Regions from separate parts of the Mus musculus genome. Here regions 1, 2, 3, 4, 5 and 6 are each linked to region 7. A link is a contact called in public Hi-C and promoter capture Hi-C data. All regions are on one chromosome and are shown on one strand. Each heading gives the region's core, a stretch centred on a gene start, on an enhancer-like site or on the middle of the called end of the contact. The rest is flanking DNA. Distances are from core to core; before and after follow the strand shown. Region 1 holds the start of Hcn3 (hyperpolarization-activated, cyclic nucleotide-gated K+ 3). Region 2 holds the start of Flad1 (flavin adenine dinucleotide synthetase 1). Region 3 holds the start of Il6ra (interleukin 6 receptor, alpha). Region 4 holds the start of Adam15 (a disintegrin and metallopeptidase domain 15 (metargidin)). Region 5 holds the start of Kcnn3 (potassium intermediate/small conductance calcium-activated channel, subfamily N, member 3). Region 6 holds the start of Mtx1 (metaxin 1). Region 7 holds the start of Naxe (NAD(P)HX epimerase).

Evidence for each region. Promoter capture Hi-C pulls out the DNA fragments that hold promoters and counts their contacts. Hi-C and Micro-C count contacts between places; a contact is called where the count stands out from the background.
Region 1: a promoter capture Hi-C map of liver shows a contact between it and region 7, with 3 times the contacts expected there. The contact joins the promoter of Hcn3 here to the promoter of Naxe in region 7. A contact is called at or near these places in 2 of 39 promoter capture datasets (liver and pre-B cells).
Region 2: a promoter capture Hi-C map of liver shows a contact between it and region 7, with 5 times the contacts expected there. The contact joins the promoter of Flad1 here to the promoter of Naxe in region 7. A contact is called at or near these places in 3 of 39 promoter capture datasets (erythroid cells, liver and pre-B cells).
Region 3: a Hi-C map of B cells shows a contact between it and region 7, with 5 read pairs. The contact joins the promoter of Il6ra here to the promoter of Naxe in region 7. A contact is called at or near these places in 1 of 39 promoter capture datasets (liver), 1 of 484 Hi-C or Micro-C datasets (B cells) and 1 of 115 datasets of contacts at active chromatin or transcription factors (pancreatic cancer cells).
Region 4: a promoter capture Hi-C map of liver shows a contact between it and region 7, with 2.6 times the contacts expected there. The contact joins the promoter of Adam15 here to the promoter of Naxe in region 7. A contact is called at or near these places in 2 of 39 promoter capture datasets (both in liver) and 1 of 115 datasets of contacts at active chromatin or transcription factors (pancreatic cancer cells).
Region 5: a promoter capture Hi-C map of liver shows a contact between it and region 7, with 3 times the contacts expected there. The contact joins the promoter of Kcnn3 here to the promoter of Naxe in region 7. A contact is called at or near these places in 2 of 39 promoter capture datasets (both in liver).
Region 6: a promoter capture Hi-C map of liver shows a contact between it and region 7, with 4 times the contacts expected there. The contact joins the promoter of Mtx1 here to the promoter of Naxe in region 7. A contact is called at or near these places in 2 of 39 promoter capture datasets (liver and pre-B cells).

Annotation. Positions count from the first base shown.
Region 1 is chr3:89,157,345-89,161,609 of GRCm38.p6, reverse strand. Hcn3 (hyperpolarization-activated, cyclic nucleotide-gated K+ 3) reads left to right here and starts at 1,453. Exons shown (of 8, transcript NM_008227.1): 1 at 1,453-1,825. The coding sequence starts at 1,551.
Region 2 is chr3:89,409,708-89,413,887 of GRCm38.p6, reverse strand. It overlaps Flad1 (flavin adenine dinucleotide synthetase 1), which reads left to right and starts at 2,007. Exons shown (of 8, transcript NM_177041.4): 1 at 2,007-2,104; 2 at 2,508-2,730. The coding sequence starts at 2,644.
Region 3 is chr3:89,911,416-89,915,543 of GRCm38.p6, reverse strand. Il6ra (interleukin 6 receptor, alpha) reads left to right here and starts at 2,348. Exons shown (of 10, transcript NM_001310676.1): 1 at 2,348-2,589. The coding sequence starts at 2,505.
Region 4 is chr3:89,347,946-89,351,777 of GRCm38.p6, reverse strand. It overlaps Adam15 (a disintegrin and metallopeptidase domain 15 (metargidin)), which reads left to right and starts at 1,750. Exons shown (of 23, transcript NM_001037722.3): 1 at 1,750-1,969; 2 at 3,151-3,260. The coding sequence starts at 1,891. It overlaps Dcst1 (DC-STAMP domain containing 1), which reads left to right. Exons shown (of 16, transcript NM_029974.2): 16 at 1,264-1,559. The coding sequence ends at 1,515. It also overlaps a transcript of Dcst2 not described here.
Region 5 is chr3:89,518,782-89,522,581 of GRCm38.p6, reverse strand. Kcnn3 (potassium intermediate/small conductance calcium-activated channel, subfamily N, member 3) reads right to left here and starts at 2,418. Exons shown (of 8, transcript NM_080466.2): 1 at 1,178-2,418. The coding sequence starts at 2,113.
Region 6 is chr3:89,212,300-89,216,249 of GRCm38.p6, reverse strand. It overlaps Mtx1 (metaxin 1), which reads left to right and starts at 2,343. Exons shown (of 8, transcript NM_013604.3): 1 at 2,343-2,437; 2 at 3,304-3,373; 3 at 3,488-3,567. The coding sequence starts at 2,357. It overlaps Thbs3 (thrombospondin 3), which reads right to left and starts at 1,070. Exons shown (of 23, transcript NM_013691.3): 1 at 926-1,070. The coding sequence starts at 1,004.
Region 7 is chr3:88,056,515-88,060,657 of GRCm38.p6, reverse strand. Naxe (NAD(P)HX epimerase) reads left to right here and starts at 2,163. Exons shown (of 6, transcript NM_144897.3): 1 at 2,163-2,331; 2 at 2,420-2,528; 3 at 2,627-2,737; 4 at 2,821-2,934; 5 at 3,525-3,672; 6 at 3,882-4,135. The coding sequence starts at 2,168. The coding sequence ends at 4,084.

The sequences.
Region 1 (4,265 bases), core at 204-2,703, 1.1 Mb before region 7:
TTTCTTTCTTTCTTTCTTTCTTTCTTTCTCTTTTTTATTTTATGTATAATATAAAACCAGAAGAGGGCATCAGATCTCATTACAGATGGTTGTGAGCCATCATGTGGTTGCTGGGAATTGAACTCAGGACCTCTGGAAGAGCAGTCAGTGCTCTTAACCACTGAGCCATCTCTCCAGCCCTTAAATGTATTTCTAAAATGGAGACACTTGGAAGGACTTTAAGAAAACTGAACAGTGTCATGTGGATGTAGAAAGTGTACTTGGAGACTGAAACATGAATTTGTCTAGGAGAATTTGGTGAAGACTTCTTTTTTTCTTTTGAGACAGTCTCTTTATGTATCCCTGGTTGTCTTAGCACTTACAATATAGCCCAGGCTGGTGTCAAATTCACAGAGATCCACTTGCTTCTGCCTTCCAAGTACTGGGATTAAAAGACTGCAACACCAAGTCCAGCAGACTTTGAAAATTATTAAAAACTTCTGAGACCAGGTAGAGTGGCACACATTTGTAATCCCAGTGCTTGAAATTCAGAGGAAGATCAGAAGTTCAAGACCAGCCTGAGCTACAGCCCATGTCAAAAACAAAATGTAAACTTCTTGAAATAATTTAGTTGGAGATTATGACGGTTTATCTCAGGCAGTGGCTGTAAGAAGAGGAAAGAAGCTGGGTGGTGGTGGTGCATGCCTTTAGTCCCAGCACTTGGGAGGCAGAGGCAGGCGGGTTTCTGAGTTCGAGGCCAGCCTGGTCTACAAAGTGAGTTCCGGGACAGCCAGGGTTACACAGAGAAACCCTGTCTGAAACAAAACAAAACAAAACAAAACAAAACAAAAAAGTTGTTCTACACGTAAAGCTCAGAAAGGCATGTAGTATGGTATTTCCTTGGTTGTTGATCTGTTTATGGAGATGAACCATTGACTTAGCTAAGATTTCTGTGCTCAGTTTTGCATCCTCAGCATGCACTCAGTGAATGGTTTTGCTAAAGGTTGTCTTAATGAATTAGGAAACACATACTACAGAAAGCAGTTTAGAGGATCTCTGGCATAGCAAGACTCCTAGGAGAGTGCTGAGAAAGGACATGGTCAGAACAGATTCCCATTCTGTCCCTGACCCTCAGGAGGTCCCCAGGCTGCATATGCCCTAGTGAGTTTCCCGCCTCCAGAAGCAAGCTGAGCACTCCCACCACACAGACACACAGACACACACACAGACACAGACAGACAGACAGACAGACAGACAGACAGACACACACACACACACACACACACACACACACACACACAGCACCCACCCACCCTCAGGACCCCTAAGCCACGCCCTCTCGGGAAAGTGTGGGCAGCAGTTGTGCCAGCGGCCCGCCCCGCCCCGCCCCGCCCAGTCTCACGCAGCCCTCGCCAGGGGGCGCAGCTCTCGCACGTCTGTCGCCTGCACACGCCCCCTGTGCCCCGGGCGCACGCGGGTCGGAGCTCCCCTGCCTGGGCTGCTCTCCCAGAGACTTGCGCGCCCGCCATGGCCCTGGACCGGTTGGGGAGGCCCTACGAGTGAGGGCAATCATGGAGGAGGAGGCGCGGCCGGCGGCGGGGGCCGGCGAAGCGGCGACCCCTGCACGCGAGACGCCTCCTGCGGCTCCGGCCCAGGCCCGCGCGGCCTCAGGTGGGGTGCCGGAGTCTGCGCCCGAGCCGAAGAGGCGGCAGCTCGGGACGCTGCTGCAGCCGACGGTCAACAAGTTCTCTCTCCGGGTCTTCGGCAGCCACAAAGCAGTAGAAATCGAGCAGGAGAGGGTGAAGTCCGCCGGGGCCTGGATCATCCACCCCTACAGCGACTTCCGGTACGGGGGGCTCAACGGGGAGAGCGAGGGACACCAGTGCTACCGGCCGGGTGGAGTCACCTCCCCCAACCCAGCCTGGGAATTCCTAGGCGGGTTTCCCCGAGGTCCTCAGTGTTTTGTCAGGTTAGGGAAGCATAAGGGACAGCGAACATCAGGTAATCTCCGAGGACTTAGTGCACCCAATGCAGGAACCTCAATGACCACAGAGAGCATCGGAGTTTGGAAACCTTGCCTCTTTTCAGTACTGTTTTCTGGGGATGTGGGAAATTATATCATGCCCCAAAGCTTGGAGACCTGAGGAAGAAGCCTAGTTCCACTCTCTACCACGCTTTAACCACACACCGAGCACTTGCCCAGTTCAGTAGAACAGATCAGGGACGCTGGGAACGCTGGAGAAGAACAGGGGTCAGTCGGGTCCACAGCTCTGTTTGCTGTCCGTGGTGCTGAAGGCGGAATGCGGCTGGGCGGGGCGGGTACTCAGAAAGATTGGGAAGGAAAGCAGGGGCTCAGCCACCGCCCAGGTGTTTCCCGGAGAGAAAAGGGACAGAGAACTGGGATGTAGCCATTTCACTGTCCCCTTCAGGCTGTACGTCTACATCAAGGTCGCTAGGGGAGAAAATCAGCCCTGCCCTTGGGGACAGTGAAGGACAGCTTTCAGTTGAAGAAATGAGGTGTGTCTCTGGAGCTTGGAAACACAATCGGAGGCCCAGACAGTATCTTCCATTCTCAAACATTCACTCCCTGTAAATAGTCCCCTATTCTGCGTTGTTCTTTCCAGTCCTCTTTATTCTTTCGCTCTCACCTGCCTATCTGTTCTCCAGCAGATCCCCTCCCCTCCCCCAGTTCACCCTCAGACATATCCCCAGAAGCCATATCCCCCTCAGAGTTGTGTTGCTTCGCAGTCCTCTACCACATCACCCGCTGGGCTTGTGACTGCCTGTGAGTCAGGCTGTGAAGATGCTCTGATGGCGCGGCCAACCTTTCCTCCTCTCTCCCAGTGTCTCACAGTGCAAGATTTCTCCTCTGCAGCTGTGGAAGGGGAGGAAGAAACATCAGGGGTTTGTTGCTGAGTGAAAACATTCAAGTCTGAGGGGCATTCGGGGGTGGGTCTGGACTTGGGAACTAACAAGCTTTTTTGGAGGTTGAGAGGATTGATTTTTGCAATCAGAATCAGAAGGGACTGTGTTTAGGACTTACGCTGGGATTAGCCCTGAAACCGTCATGTGTGCTCCAGTGTTTTTTGTTTTTTGTTTTTTTCCTCTGAATGTTGTCCCCTGCTCCCCTCCTGACCTCATATCTACAGTTTCTTCTGAGGCAATGTAGCTTGTCCTTGCGCATCTTAGCACAGGTAGCCTGGAGGAGGGAAGGGGTGCATAGCTCAAGCCTCGATGCCTTGGGATCTCCCAGGGAATCCTCTATGTGCATAGCCCATCTGTGGAGGGGGATGGGCATCCCTGAAAGGCCCAGTTTAAATGAGTACAGGGTAGCCTCTTCCCGTCCCCACCCCCACCAAGGATGGCAGTTCCTCACCTACAGGAAATCATCATTCCTGTTCTCATGTTGGAGTGGGGATGATAGAGAAGGGAAGGACAGCCTAGACTAGAAATAGAGACCTGGAGACGGGAAAAGAATTTCCAGAAGTCTGGAGATAAAGAGATAAAGAGTGTATGCACCATAGCAACAGCTACAGTGTAGACAGCACTGCTGAGCCTGACAGCCCAGTGAGGTCAGCGCAGGCTCCCTAGTTTTAGAAAATTACAAAACAACCTTGGTGCTAGTATATGTGTGTGTGTGTGTGTGTGTGTCTGTGTGTGTGTGTGTGTGTGTGTGTGTGCGCGCATGTGAGTGTGTGTGCATAGGTGTGTTTGTAGCTGTGCTCACATTTACTTTTTGAAAAAAATGAGATTTATTGTATGGGTATGAATGTTTTGCCTGCATATAAGTCTGTGCATTATGTGCATGCAGTGGCTGAGGAGGTCAGATCCCCCGGCACTGGATTAACGGATGGTTGTAAGCTGGCATATGGGTGCTGGGCACTGAAACTGGGACTTCGGCAAGAGCAGCGAGTGCCTTTAACTGCTCTCCAGCCTGTGCGCGTGTGGGGTTTTGCTTTTGTTTGTTTGGCTTTTGTTTTGGTATGTTTGTTGTTGTTGCTATTTGTTTTGTTTTTTGTTTTGTTTGAGACATGGTTTCTCTGTGTAGCCCTGGCTGTCCTGGAACTCACTTTGTAGACCAGGCTGGCTTTGGACTCAGAGATCCACCTGCCTCTGCCTCCCAAGCGGTAGGATCACAAGTGTGCACCACCACCATCCGGCTTAATCTCACAATCTTCTCTCAAATCCACTATTCTCACTTTTCATGGGTGGGTGAGATGTGCGAGGGACTGAAGCTAGATCTTCAGACACGCCAGGTGCACAGTTTGCCTCTGAACTGCATCTTT
Region 2 (4,180 bases), core at 758-3,257, 1.4 Mb before region 7:
AGCACATAAAAGCTTGGAACATTTGTTTAAAAAGAAGTCAGATAACCTTTTTTTTTTTTTTTTTTTTTTTTTTGGTTTTTCGAGACAGGGTTTCTGTGTGTAGCCCTGGCTGTCCTGGAACTCACTCTGTAGACCAGGCTGGCCTGGAACTCAGAAATCCACCTGCCTCTGCCTCCCAAGTGCTGGGATTAAAGGCATGCACTACCACTGCCCCACTATTGTTTGCTCATTTTGTGACAGGGTCTTACTGTATGGCTTACTGTATGCCTCCGCCTCCCAAGTGCTAAGATTAAAGGTATGTACCACCACTCCCAGTTTAGAGTTTCAAAAAAGTATATAATACTTTGTGGTCACACTCATTCCCCTATTCATCCACACCCCCCACCTTTTAAACTAAGGAAACCCCACAGGACTTACTACTTAAGGCTGGTCTAACATTCACTATGGCATTTCAAGATCGTGTGGGCACCCTTTCTGAACCTGTCTCCAATAACATATAATTCTTTTTCAGTCCTGATCCTCACAATGCTAGACCAGTGTTCTAACACAAAGCCATATTCCCAACACGTTTGCCACATGTCATGAGAGCATATTTATTTGAAAAGATATTGTGGTTTTAGCATGCCTCCAAGTCACAACAGAAAATCCCAGGAGAAATGTAGATGTCAGACCCCGTCCAAACCTACTGGGTCACAATTTACATATCGTAATATCTAGGGATAGCGAGATGGTTCAGCAGGTAAGAGTAAGACTCCGCCACCCAAATTGGGATAGATCCTAGGCCCCACATAAAGGTGAAAGAAAAGGGACTCCAGAAAGTTGTCCTCTGGCTTCCATTTGCATGCTGGGACACTGCTGTCCTTCCTAGTCATACAATAATAGTAAAAGCTTTTTTAAAAAAAAGAAAAAAAAAACCCAGATGATTAAGCTATTTTTCCCCAGCAAAGCAAAGGGTGGAGGGGCACTGAAGTAGGAATGAAATGTTGTGAGTACCCAAAGTGAGTCCAAGGTACTCCTGCGTACCCCTCTCTCCAGGGACCCATCATTGGGAAGTGATGTTCTGGAGGCAGGTGGGGCAGGAAAGGGTTTTTACATTTTAAAGTCAGAGAAGCTTAAGTAGTTTTTCCCTTTATATTAGAAACAAACGAAGGTTCCACACCCTGCAGCTCACACCTCATTGTTAATGCTAATAACATCTTCACCTTCCCCACGCCTTTAATCCCAGCATTTGGGAGGCAGAGGCAGGCGGATTTCTGAGTTCGAGGCCAGCCTGGTCTACAGAGTGAGTACCAGGACAGCCAGGGCTATACAGAGAAACCCTGTCTCAGAAAAAAAAAAAAAAAAAGAAAAACCATCTTCACCTTCTCAAATTTAAGAGGCAAAGCCAAGCGGTGGTGGCCCACGCCTTTAATCCCAGAACCTGGGAGGCAGAAGCAGGAGGAGTTAATAAACCTGGTCTACAGAGCGAATTCCAGCTACACAGAGAAACCCTATCTCGAAAGAGGAGAGAGGGGTAGAGACAGAAAGAGAAATGTGATGCAATGAAGTGTAGTAACACATGATTTGAATCCCACCACTCCCCAGGCAGTTCGAGACCAGGCTGATCGGTTTAAACAAGTTACTTCCCGGGCTATATACTGGGGCTCTGTCTGAACTGTTTTTTAATATTTGAATGAAACAGAATCAGACCTTCATTTTCTTCTAGTACTACAAAGCAGCACCCGACAGTCCCACCCGACAGTCCTTAAAACACCTCCCAATATTTTCCCTTCGAGTACCAGAACACTTTAAGTCCCGCCCTCCATGGGCTAAGGCCAGGCCCCTATTTTTACTTCCGGACAGTGATGACTACATGGTGTTGCCAATAACAACTTAGCATTTCCTCTAGCTCCGCGATGAGGCGCGTGAGCGATTGCCGGTTAGACCAATAGAACCACTGGTAGGAGTGAGCGACAGCCAAAATAACCAATCAACATGAAGCATTGTAAGGCGGGACTTTGAGTACGGAAGCTGTCCTAGGACATGCGGAAAGGAAAGAGCGAATGACCCTGTGCAGGGGGCAAAATAGAGGTGGGATGATACGAGATCAGTGATCTGAAGCCTGGTGAGAAAAAGAGATCTCGGGATAGAAAGGGTGCAGAAGTAGGTTGAGCCCTGGTCATTGGCGGAGGGAGGAAAGAAATGCATTTAAAGGGACCCTAAGGCCCAGAATAAGGTAGACATTTAAAGGGACAGGTGATCCGAAGAGAAGAGACATTTAAAGGTGCAGATATACCCAAGATAGGGCAAATTTTAAACCTGCTCGGCAGACGGAGATATCTAAAGTGGTAGGTCTTGGGAAAACATGGCACTTTAAAGGAATAGGAATCGAGACGTTTTTAGGAACCTGGGGCTTAAGAGTATGTTAAAGAGGCCGGAGTAAGGGTGACTAAAGAAGATTGAGCCTTCCTTCCTCTAGGAAGAAGGTACACTCCTGACGTCTTCATTGTCCTTTCTGGCTCTTCCAGGTTCCCTCAACCCCGGAACTCAGGGTATGGCCTCCTGCATCCTGTAGACCTGGCGGCCTCTCAGTACATACGGCCCCAATTTGGGGTTCTGAGTGGCTACTGGAAAGCCTTGCAAAAGAGCACAGAGGGCAGGACCATGGCATCTAGGGCCTCTGAACTGCCCCCAGGATCAGGGCGCAGCGTGACAGCAGGCATCATCATTGTTGGAGATGAGATCCTTAAGGTGTGTCTGGAACGGAAGAGGGGAAGAGTGTGGCATTCTATTGTCGTGGACTCTTTACGGTGAAAGGAGGGAAACCGGAGTAGGAATCCCCTTTCTTGCCAAAGTCCGGCCCTGGAGTGAGTCCTAACACATTGGAGGAAAAGTGACCCTTCGGTTGAGTGTTTCTGTTGAAAGATGGGTAGTAACTTTCCTACAACTTGCTACGAAGTATGACTGGGGGCAGAGTAGCCACATAACAAGTGACAGGTGGCACAGCAAGTAGAGGAAGCTCAGCAGGCTGGATAGGCGAGCTAGAAGGAAGGTAAGAGAAGAAAGGACTCTATTCTGGACGGCCAGGGTGCTGTTAGAGGATGTGGCAAGCATGGGTTGGCAACAGTAATAGTTACCCTGATCTTTTTTAGTGTCTACCAGAGGCTGGTCTGCACTTAACTATATCACATGTGGCCTTACAAACTTCAAAAATTCCATGAAATTGGGGTTTTTATTACAGATCTCTATAAATTATGAAACAGCCTCAAGGAGGTTAGGAAACTTACCCCAGATCACAAGCCTACAAAGTCCTAGGAACAAAGTGATACATGCCTTAACCTCCAGCACTTGGGAGACAGAGGCAAGTGGATCTTTGTGAGTTCGAGGCCAGCCTGATCTACATAGCCAGTTCCAGAACAGCCAGGGCTACACAGAGAAACCCTGTCTCAAAATAAATTAAAAAAGGAAAATAGTGGAAGAGATAGGATTCTAGCCCAATTCTTCCTTACTCCAGAACACAAACCTGAGACAGAGTCTGACTGGGTATCCCTGGCTGGCTTAGAGCTCTTGTTTTATGTAAACTAGACTGGTTTTAAACTCACAGAAATTCACCTGCCTCTGCCTCTGCCTCTGGGGTGCTGGGATTAAAGATGTATGCCACCATGCCAGGCTTAAAATTTTTAATTTTATGTTTATATATCTGTATGTTGGGGTGGGGGAGTGCCCACAGAGGTCAGAAGTTATAGATTCCATGGAGTGGGACTTAAGGCTGTTACGAGCTGCCCAACCAGTCTGGGAACCAAGCTTGGGTCCTCTGGAACAGAGGCAAGCACTCTTGGCTACTAAGCCAGCTCTTCGGCTCCAGAACACAAACTTTTCATTTATTTTATTTGGAGACAGAGTCCAACACAAACTCTTTAACTACTCATCCCCCCTGTAGAGAGAGAAAAGTAGAAGCTAAGGCTAGGAAAGAAGATAGGGCACACAGTATAGCCAGCCAGCTTTAATGATTGCAAAAGAATTTGAACTTTATTCTGTATGCAATTGGAGCCAACATGTTTCTGAGCACAGAAGTGATTTAGCGAACACAGTGACGCATTAAAAAAAGTTACTTATAAGGCAGGGAGCAGAGCATAGTGGAGAGGATTGAGGACTGGGGGGAGTGGAACACTGGGGGGGGGGTAGGGGATGGATGTGTGGG
Region 3 (4,128 bases), core at 1,099-3,598, 1.9 Mb before region 7:
TTGGAGAGCGGATAACTAAGACTCAATGGACAGTGGGAAAGGGCTTGCTTGCATAGCTAGCTTTGCAATGCTTCCTGGTCTTCTTCGCTGATCTTCACTTTGTTAAGAGAAGTAAGGCAAAGAACTTCTCCAGGCCTAATCACTCCTGCTAACTCATGCAGATTCGGCCGAGGCCTGGCTGTTTCTGCTAGGTTGTGCCAACACTGCTGTTGATTTGTGTTTGTTATCCTGACACTACCGACCTGGACTGCTGCTATATTCATCAAGTATTTGCAAGTGGATGGGATTTGCTCCAAAGAACAATTTCTAGACAGATCCACCTCCTAATATCCTAACTACCTAATTCCTGTATCCTAATAACTTTCCATTTCCACTGCCTCTAGGAGGGAGGTTAAAGTGTTTAAAAACCATCATTAAAATTAGGGTTGAGAAATATCTAAACAACACAGAGAAATTAACTATAACTTGCCCAAATCCTACAGCTATCAAGCAGTAGACCTGGGATGGGAACTAAACTCATCTGACTATGGAACACCCCCCCCCCCACACTCCAGGATCAAAACGGGGTGGATGGGGGGAAGCCACTTGGCCAGGGTTGCCGGGTCGTGTCTGAGATGTCTGCTCTTGCCTTCAACATTCCTTCTATCTGAGCTGGCAGCCTTCTGTAGCCTTCCTGTTTCAGGCCAGCAACTTGTCTCTCTGCAATTATTTTCAGGTCTCTGTTTACCACAGAAAGGAAGGAGGCAGCACAATGAGAGTCTGTTGGAAATTAATTATATTTTTAAGATAGGGCAAGTTCCACTATGCTTGCCTCGAACTCTGGATCTTCCTGCCTCAGCCTCCAGAGTTTTGGGATTACAGGTGTGTACTACCACATCCTCTTGCTATTTAATCCCATTTTAAATAGCAGGAGAAAAAAATATGTATTTTTTTTAGACAGGGCCTTAGACTCACAGCTATTCACCTGCTTCTGCTTCCCAAATGCCTGCCCCACCACAGGGAGAGAGAACAACCATGCCTTTCTCTCCGACTTATAGCGTGGCTGAGGAAGTGCCATCAAAACCAATCCCATTGTCCTGGGTACAGGTTTGGTTCTGACATCCACAGAGAGCGGTGGATGCCTAGGTCTGAGGCCAGCATGTTGCTTAAATAAGGTCATGTCTTATTTAGGGGTTCAGCCAGCACACACACATTCCAGTTGCCCCATGGACTCTAATCAGCTGAACCCTGAAATGGAAGAATACATTAAAACATACTGGTGTAGGTCCAGGGCTCCCCATCTACATTTTCTTTTCTTTCTTTTTTTTTTCTTATCCCTTCCCTTCTCCCTCTTGCTCCGGCCCGGCTCGCTCAGGCCCATAGGTTTTATTTGTTTCTCATTACAGATGGTTGTGAGCTACCATGTTGCTGGGATTTGAACTCATGATCTCCGGAAGTCAGTCAGTGCGTTTAACCGCTGAGCCATCTCACCAGCCCTAAATTTTCTTTTCAGTGTGTTTCTTTCCCTCTGCATTTGCATGGGAAGCTGCCCTGTAGCTTCAAGCTCTGTAGCTTGGAAGGGAACCTTGGTGGAGTCTGGTAAATAGCAAACGCCGGTTCCTTTGTGTCCAGTCAAGTCATGATGGGTAATCAAAGCCCTACTCCTTGTTGAGCAGTTAGGCTCCAGGTACATCGACAGTGTTTCCAGGAATCTTTATCATGGGCTTAAAAATACATCTCTAATAGGTGAGAAAACTGAGACTTCCGGATCGGGATAGCAATCTTGAGGAGGGTAACACATGTGTCTCTGGGCCAGACTCAAAAGCGCACACTGGTTTCGTTGCCTCTGCAGTAGCCTTCAAAGAGCTGCTCCTCCACTGGAAGATGAGAGGAAATCTTTTTCTCAGGTTATGGACGCCTAAGTTTTCCTTCAGACCAATTAAATCACAATCTCTGGGCTCGAAGCAGACATCGGTGTCTTTTCGGATTCCCTGTTTGATTCCCGTAAGCACCCAGGACACTGACCTGCCTTCTACTTTAACAGCCAGAGCCACTGGCTGGCGCTCATGAAAGCAAAACTCAAGCGGAGGCGCGGATGGAAGGAAGGAGGGGGATATTTCTCCTTATCTCAGCGTCAAAACCTGGGGAGGGGCCCTGGTGGGGGTCCCTGGGGGCTCAGGTGTGGCGCGGCTGCAGGAAGTAACCCCCTCCGGTGGCCCGGAGCGCTGGCCGATTGCGCCATCCTACTGGGCTTTCGTAACCGCGAGCCGGGGCTGCCAAGAGGAGCTTCAGCACCGGTTCCTCAAATGTTTCACTGTTGCCAGGACGGCCGGCTGCTGTGTGTCACGTGCATGTGGGAAGTCGCGCCCACACCGATCTGAGCCACGCCGGGGCGAGCGCTCGCAGTGCGAGCTGAGTGTGGAGCCCGAGGCCGAGGGCGACTGCTCTCGCTGCCCCAGTCTGCCGGCCGCCCGGCCCCGGCTGCGGAGCCGCTCTGCCGCCCGCCGTCCCGCGTAGAAGGAAGCATGCTGACCGTCGGCTGCACGCTGTTGGTCGCCCTGCTGGCCGCGCCCGCGGTCGCGCTGGTCCTCGGGAGCTGCCGCGCGCTGGGTAAGAGGAACCCGGAGCGGGCGTGGGGAATGTGACACTGTCTGGTTCCGTTCGCAGAGTGAGCCCCGCCGGTACCGGCTGCTAGCCTGGGCTGACTCACCTGTGCTGACGCGGTGGAGGTTCGCGCGCCCCCTGTTGCGTCTAGCGCCTATAACTGCGTGCTCCTGTCTGTGTCTGGCCAGTTACCTCAAGTCTGAGTACAGGACAGTGTGTTTTCCTGAAACCTGACTCTGGTGTCTGGTTCCCAGTGTTCCCAGTCTTACTCAACTGCATCCCGGGTCGCTCCAAAAAGAGATACCCAGAGGGCGCGCCCTAGTGGAACAGTAGTAGTCCCTTCTGGAGAGTCCTTTATGCCACTGGCTCTCTCTGCTTTAGTTGTGGCACCTCGCGTGGCTTTCCTTAGTTCTACTACATTCCATGTCGTGTGTAATGACAGTGACCCGACGGTGAAGGGTCTGACATCATGGGCTCTGAGTCATGGGTGTTCCCGCCTCACAAACTTACTCCTTTAGCCAACTAGCCCTAGCATGCAGAATGCCAACACCCACATCCATCCCAATCCTGTGAGTTTGACAGCAAAGGATGTGGGACCTCTTGGAACTGTGCCTCCGCCCCCTGCCCCAGCCCTCCCTGATTAGCAGGTGGACCAGGCGGAGGGTAGGGTAGGGGCACTGTGTTTACCTTCCTTGCACTCTGCCTTGTAGGTCTAGGCCTCTCTGTGGGCTCTGGCTTCAGGCCCAGCAGCCTGCCTGGTCTCTTCTGGAGGAACTGGGAGACTGCTTCTCTACAGGTTATTTTAGGGGCTGAGGGCTTATTCAACAACATAGAAAGAGCCAAAGGACATGGGGGAGATTTATCCTGTGCTGGTCGTGGGGACAGTGGCTTCCAGGCTTTCTTTCTGCCTGGAAGGTAGAATTCCTCAAGCTTGGTTTGTTACCCCTACCTATATTTTCTTTATATATATATATATAAAGAAAATATATATATATATTAGACAGGCTCTCCCATAACCCAGGCTGGCCTCAAACTTGTGCCTCTTCTGCCTCTATCTCTTGAGTGCTGGGATTTCAGGTATTAACCCACCCTGTATTTTACACGTTTTTAATCCTCTACAGGATTGACATAAAGCTTTGGGAGGAGCCTGAGGTTCAGAGAGATGCAATGGGAAGCATCAGGCCCCTCCGTGTCTCAGTGTTCTCCTGTGGGTACAGCTGAGGGCGTCTGGGGTAGGCTGAGCACCACTATCATCTGGTGGGATTCTGGGGGAGAAGACACTGATGAAAGAGAAGATCCCCGCTTAGCTGTTCATGGTGCCAGGCAGGACTGAGGTCCTCTCTTCCATCTTGGGAGAGCAGGACTGGGCCTCTCTGCCTGTCTCAGTTACTACTCAACATACCCCAGCGCCCCCACCACCACTTCCCTTTGTTCCTAAGGAGCTGCAAGGCACTTCGGAGACAGCGAGTTCTGTTTTCCTGTGGTTCAGAAAGGACACCCAAGGGTGGGGGTGTCTTCTGACCCAAACAGCCTTTAGAAGGCAGA
Region 4 (3,832 bases), core at 501-3,000, 1.3 Mb before region 7:
GTACACACACAGACACACACACACACACACACACACACCACCAAGCCTGATGACCCGAGTTCCATCCTCCTGGTAGAAGGAGAGGACTCCCCACAAGCTGTCCCCTGACTGCCACACATACCCCACGGCACACATGAACATCAGCAGGCTGGGATCCCTTGACCTGGTCCTGAAGTAGACTGAACTCGAATGGCTAGATGAAATAGGGGGGTATGTGTTCTAAGCTGAAGGAACAGTGTGTGAAAAAAAAACAAACTCAGAGATCAAAGTGGATGCCAAGGTCAAAGGGCAAGCTAAGGGAAATGCAAAGTGTGGCAGGAGCCAAGGAGGCAGAGCAAGGCTGGGAAGAAACAGACCTCTGAGCGCTCGAAGGGCAAGCCCAGCTCTGCTCTTAAGAATTCCTGGCAACTGTATGAAGAGGGTATTCGGAAAGTGAGACTGTGGAATGGCCACAAAGCTTGGGACTTGGTTCCTGCCAGGTTTGACTCAGATCTGACTTAGGAAAGTTACACCATCTTTCTGAGATTTTTTTTGGGGGGGGGTTGAGTTTTTTGTTTGTTTGTTTGTTTTTCGAGACAGGGTTTCTCTGTGTAGCCCTGGCTGTCCTGGAACTCACTCTGTAGACCAGGCTGGCCTCAAACTCAGAAATCCACCTGCCTCTGCCTCCCAAGTACTGGGATTAAAGGTGTGCACCACCACCACCCGGAGAGATTTTTTAAAAAAGACTTAATTAAAATTTGCACTTATTTAATGTGTATGGGTGTTTTGCCTATGCATATGTCTGTGTCCTCATGGGTGGCTGGTGTCCAGGGAGGCCAGAAGATCATCCAGTTCCCTGGAACTCAAGTGACAGGCAGTTGTTAGCTATGTGGGTGCTGGGATTCAAACCTGGGTCCTCTGGAAGAGCAGTCAGGGTTCTTAACCACGGAACCATCTCTCCAGCCCAGTAAGGTGTAAATTGTGCCCTCCTCCCTTCTAAGCCTAAGTACCAAATTAAGCCGCTCCACAGGTGTACAGAATTGTTGTGGGTCATCCTTGGGAGTAAGTTTGGGCACGCCAGGCTCCGCAGCCCATCATGGAGAAGAAGACTCTTTCGATTTATCTCAATATCGCCCTCGAGGGCTCTTCTTGTCTACCCCAGCTTCCTCCAATATAGCATTGTCAGGCCTTGGGACTTCATACATTAAGAGCTGCCCAGTGCCCCTGACAACCCTTTCTGCTCAGCCCACTTGGCATTAACCAATCCACCTCATCTTCCAACAGCCCCACTACCTGGTGGAGGCTCTGTATCGCCGGTGCCCTCTCCTGCACCGCTTCATGCGTCAGCGCTGTGTGGTGTGCCAGGCAATGGAGACGCCGGATTCCTACGTGTGCCCCACACCAGACTGCAAGGCCCTGTACTGCCGGTCGTGCTGGGACGACATGCAACGGCTCTGCCCGGTGTGCACGCCCCGCGAAGAGCTCTCGTCATCCGCCCACAGCGACAGCAACGACGACGCTGTGTATGGCGATTGAAGGGATGCTGCCCGCCTTCTTGCTTAATAAAGTGTGATGCACGCTCCTGCGGCTGGTGCTTCGCAGGCATCCGGGATTGGGTGAGCCGGAAGAACTGGCCCGCACAATCTCCACGAAGCCGGGCTACAGACGGGAGGCAGGATGGAGGGAAGGCGCGAGTCTTGTGGTGTCCAAACCCATCCCGGTAGCTGCCGGAAAGAGGCTGCGCTGAGCGGCAGGGGCGGAGCCTCAGACGGGGCGGGGCGGAGCCTCAGACGGGGCGGGGCGGGGCCTAGTTGCTGCGCTGCACCGAGCTGGTGTCCGGCGGGGCCGTGGCTGCTCCTCCACGCGTAGCCCCGCACCTGCTGCCCCAGTCCAGCCCGGAGCTCCGCGGCCATGCGGCTGGCGCTGCTCTGGGCTCTGGGACTCCTGGGCGCGGGCAGCCCTCGGCCCTCCCCGCCGCTGCCAAATATAGGTGAGTTCCCAGGACAGTGGGTCGAGGGGATGATTTGGAAAGAGGTACAAGGAAACCCGGAGGCAATGGGGTGTTGGGGTCTGCCGGAGCCTAACCAGAGGGCAGCCTGCGTGATCTGCGGACCAAAGCCTAGGGCCAGGTAATTTGGAGAACGAAAGGAAGAGGAGGATGGGGAGGAGGAGGAGGAGGAAGAGGAGGAGGGAGGATGGCGTCCTCTGTCCTGAAGTCCCGAGTTATCCCTGCAGACACTTTTGAGTCTCAGGCACTGAAGAGCGTGCGCGGGGGGTGGGGGTGGGGCGCTCAGATCATGGAAAGAGTCACTCCTTAGGACTGACGTCTTCGTCTCTCTAGTGCCTAGCTGACAGTTCTACTCAATGAAGTGCCCGGACTAGCTAGTGGGGTTTTAGTGAAAAGGATTATTTTCAGCCGTTCATTCCAGACCTGGGCGGCCAGCACCGCTCACTCGGGTGCGGTTGCCACCAGAAGCCTGGCGGAGCGGGAGGGGCCCGGAGGAGCCAGGGGAGGGAGCTTTCGCCAGGAAAGAGACTGGGACACCAACTCCTCCTTGGAACTTTCACTTCCCGCTGCTGTCTTGGGCTGGGGGCCGAGAGGGTAGGCGGGGGTGGAGTGTCCGGAGAGGAGAGGGCCATTGTTGGGGGGTGCTGGCGGAGGAAGCGGAGGCTGTTGGGAACGGGTGCGCCTGACTGGGCATCAAGGCTGTTTAGGGAGGTCAGAGTGTTTGCACTGCTCACCCAAAGATGGGTGTTCCCGGCAGGCATCTCTACTGTGAGGGAAAAGGAAGGGCAAGTGGGCACTAGGCCACAGACTTCTCTTAGACCTAAGAAAGGGCATTCCTGATTGGGTGGGGAGTGTGATTGGGAAGGGATGGGAACAAGGGAGGGCCCCCGTGAAAATCTTGGGATTGGCCAAAGGGAAGGCAAGGAGGAGCTGCAAGCTGGATACTCTGAACTTTGGGGACTTATGGGTGAAATCCGTAAGTTGGGGAAAAAAAAACCCCTCCTTCCCATATCCTCCTTTAAATCCTGGCACACACTGCAGGACCGCTTAAGTCACTGATATAGCCTTCTGTGCTGAGGGTCGGTGGGTCTGAGGACACTAGTGATTCCAGCCTTGCTAGGGATTTCCTCAGCAATCTCTTAGGATGTTCTGGGACCCTGCAGGAGGCACTGAGGAAGAGCAGCAAGCCAGCCCAGAGAGGACGCTGAGTGGATCCATGGAGAGCCGGGTTGTTCAGGACAGCCCCCCAATGAGCCTAGCAGACGTGCTTCAGGTGAGGGACAGCCTGCTAATAAGATTTTCTCTTTCCTCGCACTCCACAGTATTAATCATCTTGAGGGTAACAGGTCCATCCGGGTCCTGCTCCTTTCCTTCAAGCCCCCGGCTACACTCAGCTCCATCCCCTCTGCACATACGTGTCTGCCTCGGCCTCAGCCTGTCTGTCCATCACGTACACTGGGAGAGTTCTGACACTAAGCCTCCTCCTTTCCACTCACACTGTTCTTTTTTTCAGTAAGGGAGAGATTTGGAAAGGGACAGACAGACAGATACACACTTTCTGAAGCTGAGTCAGAGGAAGGGCTGGGGCCTGTGCTGGGTCCTTCATGATGCTTCCTCTCTGGGCAGGAAGCCGAGAAGGGGTGGCTCAGATACCTTCCTTGACCTCCCCACATAAGCCCCTAGAACAATGCCCAGGCCAGGCAGGGTTTCCTGGACCCTCCCATGGGATCCCCCAACCAGTGACCTAATCACTGGTACTCTCCTGAGAGCCTGAGGTTTTCTGATTTTATAGGATAGAAGTTGTGGGCAGGGATAGGGGAGGTGACATGCCTCTGGTGTCCACAG
Region 5 (3,800 bases), core at 1,169-3,668, 1.5 Mb before region 7:
CTTGTCCAAAATGACAAACAAATACACAAATACACAGAACAAGCAGGCACTCACACGAGTACACATATACACATGCAAACACCAGCAAACTGGGACCAAGTGGTACAGTAGGGGAAACCGTTTGCCCAACAATTCCCTGCACCTCCAAGCCTTCTGGCATGCAGCTTCCTGGCAAATGCAGCATTGACAAAAACCCACCTTCCTCGACCTCCTTCCCCTCTGGGAAGGAAGCTCTCTCCTCCAACTGAAAGGATAGAGCAATGGAGCGTCCCCCACCCCACCCCACCCCCAAGACAGTGCCTTGTGCCTGCCGTTCTCCATCCAGCGTGCACACACACGTACACTCATCTTTATTTATCCCAAGGAGAAGGAGTTAGGGTGGGAGGGAAGAACCAGGGCTAAGCTGGGGTGCCGACTCCGCGGTGACCCGCTGGGGAAGCCCTGTCATCCCATCCTAAGGAGAGGCGCTCCCCGTTCCCCGAGTGATGGCAAGGCGGTGCCCATGCTCTGCCTGGGTAACACCTGTAGCCATTTTTATCAGGGCATGTTTACAAGGCAGCGGCAGGTTTATTCTGAGTCCTCTTTCCTGAGGGAAGAGACTGCTGATTTCCTCCACCTATATTTTTAACCCGGTGCCCTTGGGAGAGACTCGGGAACATCTCCATTTTACCCTGGAGTCTCTCTGGGAAGAGAAGGGAAATAGAAACTTGGGAAGGGGGGGGGGAGCTGGGGAACGGTACAGGATCCCCACCCCCACCCAGACATTTATTTCTTTTTTATGGGGGGGGGGGAATGGAGTGGAGCAGGGAGGGGAGGCGAGGAGGGAAGTAGCAGGAACTGGCAAACACATCAAGGCAGAGTGTAATTAATTGGTGCGTTAAGCTGCTGGGTTATGCTTTAGTACGCGTGAGCCCGGAGGAAAAGAGCGATTTCTCAGAAGGGATTCTTTAATCCTCCCAAACACAGAGTCTGCACATTAGACACAGTGTGTGGGGATGTCCCCACAAAGGGAAGCAAGAAAGGAATTCTCACAGGACCATGGAAGAAAAACATGGGAAGTTAGGAAATCTCTCAAAATCAATCTCTCTCTCTCTCTCTCTCTCTCTCTCTCTCTCTCTCTCTCTCTCGTCTACATACTCCTTTTGTTGAATGTATAAAGAGAAACCACAGTCCCTACCTTTGAGTACAAACCCCAAGACAGTTCGGTCTCTATCACCATAACAACAATTCCAAACATCCCAAAAATCAGAGCATAGTCACTCAGTCGCTTTCTCTTTTCAAACAGGGCCCTCCTGTGTCCCAGCTTATAGCCAATGTTTTGGTTTTTCCGCTTGTTGGCTTTGGGGAAGGTGGTGCTGCCGGCCGTGGTGCCGGCATGCTGGTGGTTGTGGGTAGCGTTGGGGTGATGGAGCAGAGTCTGGTGGGCATGGTTATCCTCCCTGGAGGAGATGATAATCTCTGGGGGGTTGCTGGGACTGAAGAGCTGGAGGGGTTGGCCCTCAGGCTCAGCCTCGATAAGGTTTCTCCGAGAGGCGCTGAGGCGGCTGAGGGGCTTCATGACCCCACCGCTGTATTTGCAGGAGCTCATAGCTATCTCCGTGAAGGGATTGCTGTCCCGCCGGTGCACCAGGGGGCTGGCCTGCCGGTGCCGGCTGCCTCCACCGGGCCCACTTGTGGCTGTGGAACTTGGAGAGTGGCCAAGCAAGTGGTCATTGAGATTTAGCTGGCTGCCTTGCCTGGAGGAAGGGTGGAGGATGGCGGTAGAGTTGGCTGAAGTGGGGGCCCTGAACGCCGTGGGAGAAGAGTGCAACAGACCAGGATGGACAAGCTGGCTCTGGAGTTGGGCAAGCTGAGGCAGGGGGTGCAGTGGAGCCTGCTGCTGCTGCTGCTGCGACTGCTGCTGCTGCTGCTGCTGCGACTGTTGCTGCTGAGGCTGCGGAGGCTGAGGCTGCAGCAAGGGTCCCGGAGGCTGCTGGGGGACTGCTGGTGGCGCTGGCGGTGGTGGCGGTTGCTGCTGCTGCTGTTGCTCGTCCCCAGAAGATGGACAGGGACACTTGGGGTCTTCATCCAGGTCCCCCACCCCCGAGTCATGGAAGTGCCCAGAAGTGTCCATCTTGGGGCCTGGCTGAGTTCCCTGCAGCACGACCCTCCACCCCAAAGCCACCCTCGTTCCAAAGATGACCTCAAAGAAAGCCAGGCATCCAAGATTCCCCACCAGAAGTGTCTTGGCTCCAGTCCTCTCTCTTTGGTTTGCTTCAGTTCTCTGGGGCTGCCACTCGAGTATGCATTGTATTGGGCGGGTAGAAAAGCCAGGAGAGGAGCCGGGGGAAGGAGGAAGGGGCGAAAAGAACTCTATTCTGAAGGCGGTCCTCTAGGAGTGTATGAAGCAGACTCAGCTTCACTCCTCGCTGGCTCAATAGCTTCGCTCTCCTCCTCCTGACACTGTTATATGGCAAGCCAAGCCCACTTATTAGCCAGCGGTTTCATTGGCTTGGCTTAACTCTCCAACCCCTCCAAACTCCGCCTCCCTCTCAGGCTCCGCCTCCAAGAAGGGGCCTGCCATCCTTCGCTCCTCGCCGGGTGGCAGCGCAACGAGGGCTGGGAACTGTAGTTTTTGCTCCAAGACCACTACCACTCCAACCCCTCCACACTCCACCCGCAAGCTGAGCACCTGCCTTCTTTCCTCTGAAAGGTACGGTCAGGATACTGATGCCCACAGCAATCCCGGCTGAATGTTGGCGCTGGGGCGATGAAAGGAAGGGATCGAGAGCACCCTAAAGGGGAAGCTGTCACCATGCTGGGGAAACCGGGACCGGAGGACAAACGTTGATTAATAGCCAGTATCTGTACAGGTTGTTTTACACATTGGATTCCAGGTACATCTTCCAAAAGCCCAAGGGGATAGGGACTGTGCTCATATTTTACAAAGAAAATTAACACCGGGAGGCATTGAGCATAAACTGACAGAAGCAGAAGGGACCCACTCCTGACAGGGAGAAGCTCACCTACCTACCACTGTCAGAGCACCTGCGCTGTGTACAGGAGCCTCTGTTATTTCCAATCCTCACATCAACCCTATGAAGTGACGTCATCATCCTAAAAAAAGAAATAAAAGAAGGAAAAAGGAAAGAAAAGAAGCCCACTCACACGCAGATAAGAAATATGGCTCTTGTCACCCAGCTTGTAATTAAAGGCACTAGGATTTGAGCAGAGATCAGCCTGAGTCCACCACTCTTCTTCCGCTGCCTAGATGCTCCCCCCCCCCCATGATGATCAACACACAGTGGCTGTTCAATAAATAGTATCCACATGATGGATGGGAAAGGGCCAAAGAGAATCTGTCAAGGAAGAGCCAACTTCCCCAAAGCAGGATGTTTTAGTAACCTGGATCCAGCCTCTTCCAGAACAGCTGGGTCTGGAGTCACCTCAGGGTCGATGAGGACGACTGGAAATCCCAGTGGCTCCATGTCTGATCTGCCCCATGGGTCTCTGAGAGTCAGAGCTGGAAACAGCTGCTGGCTTCCCTGGTTCAGACTCCTCCTCATAAAGTATTTATTAGACTCCCACTGTGTGCAGAAGACTCTCCAAGGGGACAAGACCAGAGATGAATTTATTTCCATTTTTAATTGGGACAGCCTTAGCAATTGGGGGGGGGAGTGCTATGAATTCCTCTAGGCACACCTGGGCTCTAAGAGGGAGCATCTTCCTATCCACTTCCCAGCTCCCCACCATCCTCAGGCCTCTGTCTAGTGTCTCCCCTAGATAAGTGTGGAAGTACACATATCCAGATGCATGTGTGT
Region 6 (3,950 bases), core at 1,094-3,593, 1.2 Mb before region 7:
CTATCTCTAAAAACAAAACCATTGGCCCTTTTTTTGTTATCAAGGCAATGCTTCCCTCCCAGCACCTTCTATTGCTTCCAAAGCCTTGGGAACCTATAGGCTTAGAGCCCACTTACAAATACCAAAGCCACTCGCAAACTTCCTATGTCCCACCAGGTGGCGCAAGGGAGACATTGCTGACTAGAGTCTGGAGTGGCACCTGGTGCCCACAACTCAGGAACCAGGAGTACCATCTCTCCATTGCTGGGTTTAGCACACTCCAAACCCTGGGGCCGGTCCTCCCATCCCAGGGGCTCATCACACACATCTTACAGCCGTCCACAAAGCGCTCTGACCCTCCCATCGCTGTTTAGTCTTTCCCCCCTGGGAATGTAGGACCCAGCCAGCATCTCTTCCTCCTGTGTCCTGGCCAATCTGTGGTTTCCCTTCCAGCCAGTAAAGAATCTTTGCTTGTGTCATCTGCTCCTACCACCTCTCCTACACCACCCATGGGCCATCCCCCCACCAGACCTCCGGGAGAGTTCAAGCTGCCCAATCCCCACCCCCGCCCTATCTTTTAGAAACCAAGAGCCAGAGTAAAGGGGGGGGGAACCAAGCCCAGGGTCCCCCACCGTGCAGTCACCATCAATCAAGCTGCTTGCCCAGACTATCCTGTTGATGCTCTGAGACTAACTCTGTCGTGGAGTCCTCCTGGATCCATCCTGGTCTCAGTGCCTGACACTGCACCAATCTGCACTCACCCACCACTCTGGTGCCCACCCCTCCTACATTATCACCAACCCTTCACTCTTCGCAGTGTTAACTTTTCTCTCCAACCCATTTCAGGACTCTTCCCTCTCTCTCAAACTCACATGTGGTCTGTTATTTGCCTGGGGGCAAAAGAAAGGAGACAAAGAGGTGTCAAGGGGGATGAATGCAGGCTTACCCTGAAGGTCCTGACTGCCACACGTGTAAGAGCAGAGGAGGAGGAGAGCCAGGACACCCCAAAGTTCCGGCTTCTCCATGCCGCTTAGCCGGTTCACTACCCCTGGCAGGCAAGGCGACTGGGAGGGAAAAAGACTAGGCGGAGAGCAGGAGCAGGAGGGGGGCGGAGGGACTGAGGAGCGAGCTGGGGGGTTGGGGGGGAGCAGGCGGGTAGGGGGGGGGGTTGAAACAAAGAGCTGCCAATCACCTTGGAGGCATCACCGGCTCCCGAAACCAGAGGCACTGGGAAAGAGTCCCAGAGCTTTCCTTGCCTCCTGCTCCACCATAATGATTTTCCTCAAAGATGCTTCCCTTTAGCCTGACATCTGGTTCTTGGGAGCTTTCAACTTAACAGCGCTACCAAATGCTACTGTTCTCTGCAAGCAGTGGTTGGAAAAGTCAGAATCCCCTGCCTTGGGCAATTCTAGGTTCTAGGCATTATTTCACGGTTGGCGGAAATGGATGTCAGTGGACCATCCTTTGCTACAGTGCCTAGAAGACTACGTACGACACGAGGCTTATTGATGTGGCACAGCAAAAAAAAAAAAAATTTTTTTATTACGGTGTGTTGCGTCCCTGACATGTGCCCATTCCTCCATTTCCCCTCACTCTTGGGAAAATAGAAATCTGGAAGCACCGACGAGAACTTGATGGCTTTCTAAGACATCAGAAAGGGGAAAGCATCACCAGAGGCTAGAGCCATAAACTAGAAGACAGGAGCGAGGATGGGACTGGGGAACACTGGATACCGCGGGATGGCCCTGTCCGGGGTGAACCCGAGGGGAGCTGGGGACCGACCAGGAGTTCCCGTTACGAAGGCAACTGCCCGCGAGCCGCACCTCCCCTTCCCCCACTCAGGCCCCAGCCGGGCCTCAGCTCGGGCGCCGCCACCGCCCCTGTTTTGTTTCCATGGCGACAGGCAGCGCGAGGCCCTCTCCAAACATAACGCGCAGTGGAAAACATGCGGCTCGGGGGACCCCCCCGCGGCGTCCGCTCAGGGCTGAGACCTGAGAGGGCCCGGGGTTGTCGGGGCCATGTGCAGTTTGGCAAGTGCCCCCAGAGACCGACAAGCCGCACCAGATGCCCCTCTCCCAAGCCCTCCGTGTCGCCGGCGGTTCGTGGCTACGCTCGGCAGAGGCGCCGCGAAAGTCCCAAGCGCGTCTGGACGGCGGCCCTGCTCCCTTACGGGGGCCGCCTCAGGACGAGCCCGCGGCGCTCCCCAGAAGGCCGATGCCCCACCTCTCACAGCCCCGCCGCGGCTCAGGCCGCCAAGAGCCACGCCTCCCCAGACCCCAAAGCCCCGGCGGCCAGGGAGGCGGGGACCAGGGGCGGTTCCTGGCGAGAGAAGGCCGACGCATACGAGAAGGTGCTTCCGGGTCAGAGAGCGTACAAGATGGCGGCGCCCATGGAGCTGTTCTGCTGGTCAGGGGGCTGGGGATTGCCGTCGGTGGACCTGGATAGTCTGGCCGTGCTGGTGAGGGCTCATGCACCTGTCCTCTGATCTCTGGAGAGCCGGAGTGGGTGCTCGAGCTTTGCCGAGAACCGAGACGCATGCGTCTTGAGAGAAACTGAGGCAGTCGAAGGCCGATGTGGGCTCCGCGCCTTACGTCCGGATTTCCTAGGATCGATTTGTGTAGCAGTGGAAGTAGGCTTGGTCAGGGCTTCAGAAGATGGGTTTAGACCTTGCCTATCCATTTATTGGCTGGGTGACCTTGGGATAACCCCTTCTGGACGATCTCTTCTTTTTCCGCTATGAATCCATTGAATCTCGTTTTCGTAGACCAGACAGCCCCACAGCCAGACTGTGTAGGAAGACCTTTAGAACTAGGCAGACTTGCTTCTCTTCATTCAACGTCTTCGGGATTGCAAAAAACATTTATTATGCCTCTTAGAGTAAAAAACATTCCCTTGCAATACGATTTTGACCCTTGTATTGAAATTGTTAACAGAAAGGCAAACATGTAAGCAAATAATGAAACGATCACGTGTATTGATGTAAAGTAGAAACAGAATACAGAGACTGTCAAAGTAAATCAGTACTTCCAGGAAGAGGGAAGTTAATTAGGAAAAGCTTTTGTGAATAGGCTTTACAGTGTAGATGGCATAAGGGTAGAAATCTTTTCCTAATGTTTAATCTTGGAAATGGACATATAAACATGTCCATGAACTGTCTGGTCTAGTTTGCCCATTTGTAAATAGGAATGACACCCTCTTTCCGCCTCTCCTTTTGGTATAAAAGTATAGACCATAGAACATAATTTACTGAGTCACGGATTCTTTTCTTGGTTTCTTTATGAAGCCATACCCTGGCCTCTCTACCGTCTGCTTCCTTCCCTGCAGACCTATACCAGATTTACAGGCGCCCCACTGAAGATACACAAGACCAGCAATCCTTGGCAGAGCCCTTCAGGTATCCCTGAGGGACAGGAATGTGCCAGGGGAGGAGCAGGGGACAGGAATGCAATGCAAATGAGTATGACTAGGCAAGCTGGACCCTGTGAGTATACTTCTTTCTCAATATCAGGAACTCTGCCTGCTCTTCGAACCAGTGATGGGAAAGTCATTACAGTGCCACACAAGATCATCACCCATCTTCGTAAAGAGGTAGGTGACTTGAGTGGGGGCTGACAATGGAGGAAATCCAGTCCGTGAAGTGTAACTTATTTATTGGCCACCAGACACAGGCCAGGCAAGAGCAGTGTGATCCAGAGCAGGGAGGAGCAGCATGGGGGATGCAGTGTGACTGTGACAAGCAGTTGGCCAGATAGTGAACTTAAGGGGCTGTGGGGTGGGATAAGCGGAGAAATCAAATGGGCAGGGAGGAAGAGAAATACACAGGCTGATGACACATGGAAAATAAAGAAGAGTAGAGAACAGCAGTTGGTTTCCGGGTAGACCTGAAAGGAATTTCTAATATAAACCGTCATGGTGGTACACGCATATAATCCCAGCACTTGGTAGAAGTGGGATGATCAGAAATTTAAAAT
Region 7 (4,143 bases), core at 914-3,413:
CTGTTCATTAGTGGTGAACATTTAATTAAATGGCCACTCTTACTGGCTGGAGGGAGACGGAAGAATGCTGGGTTTTGTTGTGCCACTCCACAAAGATATGAATATCAGGATCTGCTAGGGAAGGAGAATGGGTTTAGAGGAGCAAATGATGGTGTCTGCCACACAAGAATGTTGCTATTGCCGGGCGTGGTGGCAAACGCCTTTAATCCCAGCACTCGGGAGGCAGAGGCAGGTGAATTTCTGAGTTCGAGGCCAGCCTGGTCTACAGAGTGAGTTCCAGGACAGCCAGGGCTATACAGAGAAACCCTGTCTCGAAAAACCCAAAAAAAAAAAAAAAAAAAAAAAAGGAATGTTGCTATTGCGTCAGGCCCCTAGCCAACCTCCTTAATCTGATTGAATATTCTTATCTATGATAGGCTAAAAATACACTAGGGGTTTGGCAGAATTAAGAAAACCTGAAAGGTTGCATGCTGGCAATAAAGGGGAGGCAGCGATTGTAGAAACAGCTCTCATTGGTTGTCTCCTGAGTTCTGTGGATGGGATATTTTCTGTATTGTTCTATAGTCACAGCCCATCAGAATGAAATCAACAGGATAAGTTGCAGAAGGCTGTAAGGTCAGCCTGCTGAGATCCCAGCTCCACCACCAGCCATCATTATCACTGGGCAGGTGGGCAGGTCTTCCTTTTTTTCTTTTTTAATTAATCTTTGAAACGGGAATACTAAGGTTGCTATGAAGTGAGGTGGTTCATGTTAGCACCTGGTATGTGTAAGTGCTTAACATATTATCTATGCCAAATAAACATATTTCACATTGTGTTTTAGAAATGAATCTTCAGGGCTGGAGAGATGGCTCAGTGTGGTTAAGAGCACTGGCTGCTCTTCCAGAGGACCTGAGTTCAAATCCCAGCAACCACATGGTGGCTCACAACCACCCGTAACGAGATCTGACACCTTCTGGCGTGTCCTGAAGACAGCTACAGTGTACTCACATATAATAAATAAAGCTTTCCACCGGAACAAGAGGGCCAAGAGCAAGCAGGGGGTCCTGAGTTCAATTCCCAGCAACCACATGGCTCACAACCTATACATAAACAAACAAACAAACAAACACTAAACTTAAATAAAGCCAGCTACAGTGGCTCAGACCCAGAATCTCAGAGGATCAGGGATTTAAAGCCATTTTTGCAACGTAAGACATAAGATCCAAGGCAGCCTAGGCCACATGAGACTGCTTGTACTGCTTGTAGTTCTGGGGACCTGACACCTCTGGTTCCCGAGGGCACCTGTGTGACCGCACATACCCATACTCTGAAACAACTGAAAACAAAATCAGCTGACCAAAAATAAACTAACTAAATATTTTCCAGCAAATCTGTAAGGAGCCTTGAGTAACTCACATGCTAGTGAAATCAGAAAAATAAAGCTGGTGAGGTCCTGCGTAAGACCACAGAACCTTGGACTTGAAGTACAATTACCGGAGTAATCTAAAGTTCCTGCCACTATCACAGCCTTAAAAATTCTATTTTCTACATTACATAAGTAAAACAGACAGGGCAGAGGTCCACAAAACCACTTGAAGAGCAAGGGCACTGACAACCTGTGATTGATCCTCGGATCTTACTCTTTGGATGGAGAGATCGGATGCACAGAAATTGTCCTCTGACCTCTATATGTGCAGCAAGGCACGTGCATGCCTCTTCCCTCCAACCCTTGCATTTTTAAATGTTAAAAACAAACAAGTCGGCATGGTGGTGCACGCCGTTAATCCCAGCACTTGGGAGGCAGAGGCAGGCGGATTTCTGAGTTCGAGGCCAGCCTGGTCTACAAAGTGAGTTCCAGGACAGCCAGGGCTACAGAGAAACCCTGTAAAAAGCAGGGGCAGCGAGAGGTCAAAGATACTAATTTTTAAAAAACTGCGTGCAATCACACCTTTCAGCAAGGAGGCAACAGAACTGCTTCAAGATGGTGGCCAGCCAGGACTGCAGAGGGAGCGAAGCACATCTGTTTGGAACTCTGCGACGCCGGGGAAAGGTGAGAACGCAGGGCGGAACGAAGGTGGGCGGAACGCCTGATAGTCTGGGACTAGGAACGGACGGTTAGATGCAGAGGCTCTGGGGCGGGGCGGGCCCTGCGCATGCGCCGTGCGAGCGGCGCTCTGCTAGTCGAATGTCCGGGCTGCGGACGCTGCTGGGGCTGGGGCTGCTGGTTGCGGGCTCGCGCCTGCCACGGGTCATCAGCCAGCAGAGTGTGTGTCGTGCAAGGCCCATCTGGTGGGGAACACAGCGCCGGGGCTCGGAGACCATGGCGGGCGCTGCGGTGAAGTACTTAAGGTACGGCCGCCCTCTCCCGCGGGGGCGGGGCAGGGCAGGCCGCGGCCCCAGCACCCCAGGGGCGGACTCAGGCCAGGACTTCCCTCAGTCAGGAGGAGGCTCAGGCCGTGGACCAAGAGCTTTTTAACGAGTATCAGTTCAGCGTGGATCAACTCATGGAGCTGGCCGGGTTGAGCTGTGCCACGGCTATTGCCAAGGTAAGCGGCACAGCGAGAAACCTCAGTGAGGTGCAGGTGGGGAGGTCCCCGGCGGTGGCGCACACAGCGGTGACTGCCCTCTGCACTTCTGCCTTCAGGCTTATCCCCCCACGTCTATGTCCAAGAGTCCCCCGACTGTCTTGGTCATCTGTGGCCCCGGAAATAACGGAGGGGATGGGCTGGTCTGTGCGCGACACCTCAAACTTTTTGTAAGTATGTGAACGGAGTTTTTTGTGGCAAGGTATGAAGACTCGGGATCGGAGATTGAATGGCTACTTTCCTTTTCAACTAGGGTTACCAGCCAACTATCTATTACCCCAAAAGACCTAACAAGCCCCTCTTCACTGGGCTAGTGACTCAGTGTCAGAAAATGGACATTCCTTTCCTTGGTGAAATGCCCCCAGAGGTAGGTGGGTTGATGCCTGTTTCTACAGTAAGTACTGCCCCTGTCCTGCCCTTCCCATTTTCAGATCAAGCTGGCCTGCCTAGTGTCTGTCTGCCCTAAAAGTGTTCTCTGAAAAAAAGTGGTGTAGAAGCCCCTCCAGACTGTGTGCTCCACGACTTTCCAGGCACTCCTATTCTGCAGCCAAACAACTCCCACAACATGCATCTAACAATAATCTGGCCCTCAGGGCCTCATCCTGAACCTTTTCTGTAGATGCATGGATTAAAGGGTGGGAAGTCAGAAATTAAAACAAAACAAAAACCAGAAAGCCCCAGCTTATTCTATGGATGAAGACACTGATATGCAGAACAGAACTAGTCTCTTCTGGCTTCCAGTGTCAGGAAGCCTGAGACTGGCAGTCACCCCTTCTCACCAGTGACAGGCAGGTAGGTACTCAGGCCTGGATTCAGACTGTCCTGAATGAGCAACTCCTCTTTACTGTGCCTTAGGAACCAGTTATATACATGCTTCTGTGGTCAGTGGGTGCAGGGACAGGCCTCCCTAGGTGACAGCAGCTCCTGACATCCTTTCCCCTTCCCTCACGCTCCCAGCCCATGATGGTGGACGAGCTGTATGAGCTGGTGGTGGACGCCATCTTCGGCTTCAGTTTCAAGGGTGACGTTCGGGAGCCATTCCACAGCATCCTGAGTGTCTTGAGTGGACTCACTGTGCCCATTGCTAGCATCGACATTCCCTCAGGTGCTGAGACTCAGGTGGCTGGGAGACTCGTGCTCAAACCTGGCTAAGGCTGGTACCCAGGGGACTGTCCCACATTAGGGCTGGGGAGCAAAGTTCATGCTGCCTGGCCCTGTGGAAAACCAGAGCCCGATAGTACATGGGACTGAGGGCTTTCCCTCTTCCTTAGGACCAGGCCACCTGTATGTCCTTATACTACTTTCTCTCTTCAGGATGGGATGTAGAGAAGGGAAACCCTAGCGGAATCCAACCAGACTTACTCATCTCACTGACGGCACCCAAGAAGTCTGCAACTCACTTTACTGGCCGATATCATTACCTTGGGGGTCGCTTTGTACCACCTGCTCTAGAGAAGAAGTACCAGCTGAACCTGCCATCTTACCCTGACACAGAGTGTGTCTACCGTCTACAGTAAGGGAGGTGGGTAGGCAGGATTCTCAATAAAGACTTGGTACTTTCTGTCTTGAAATTGGA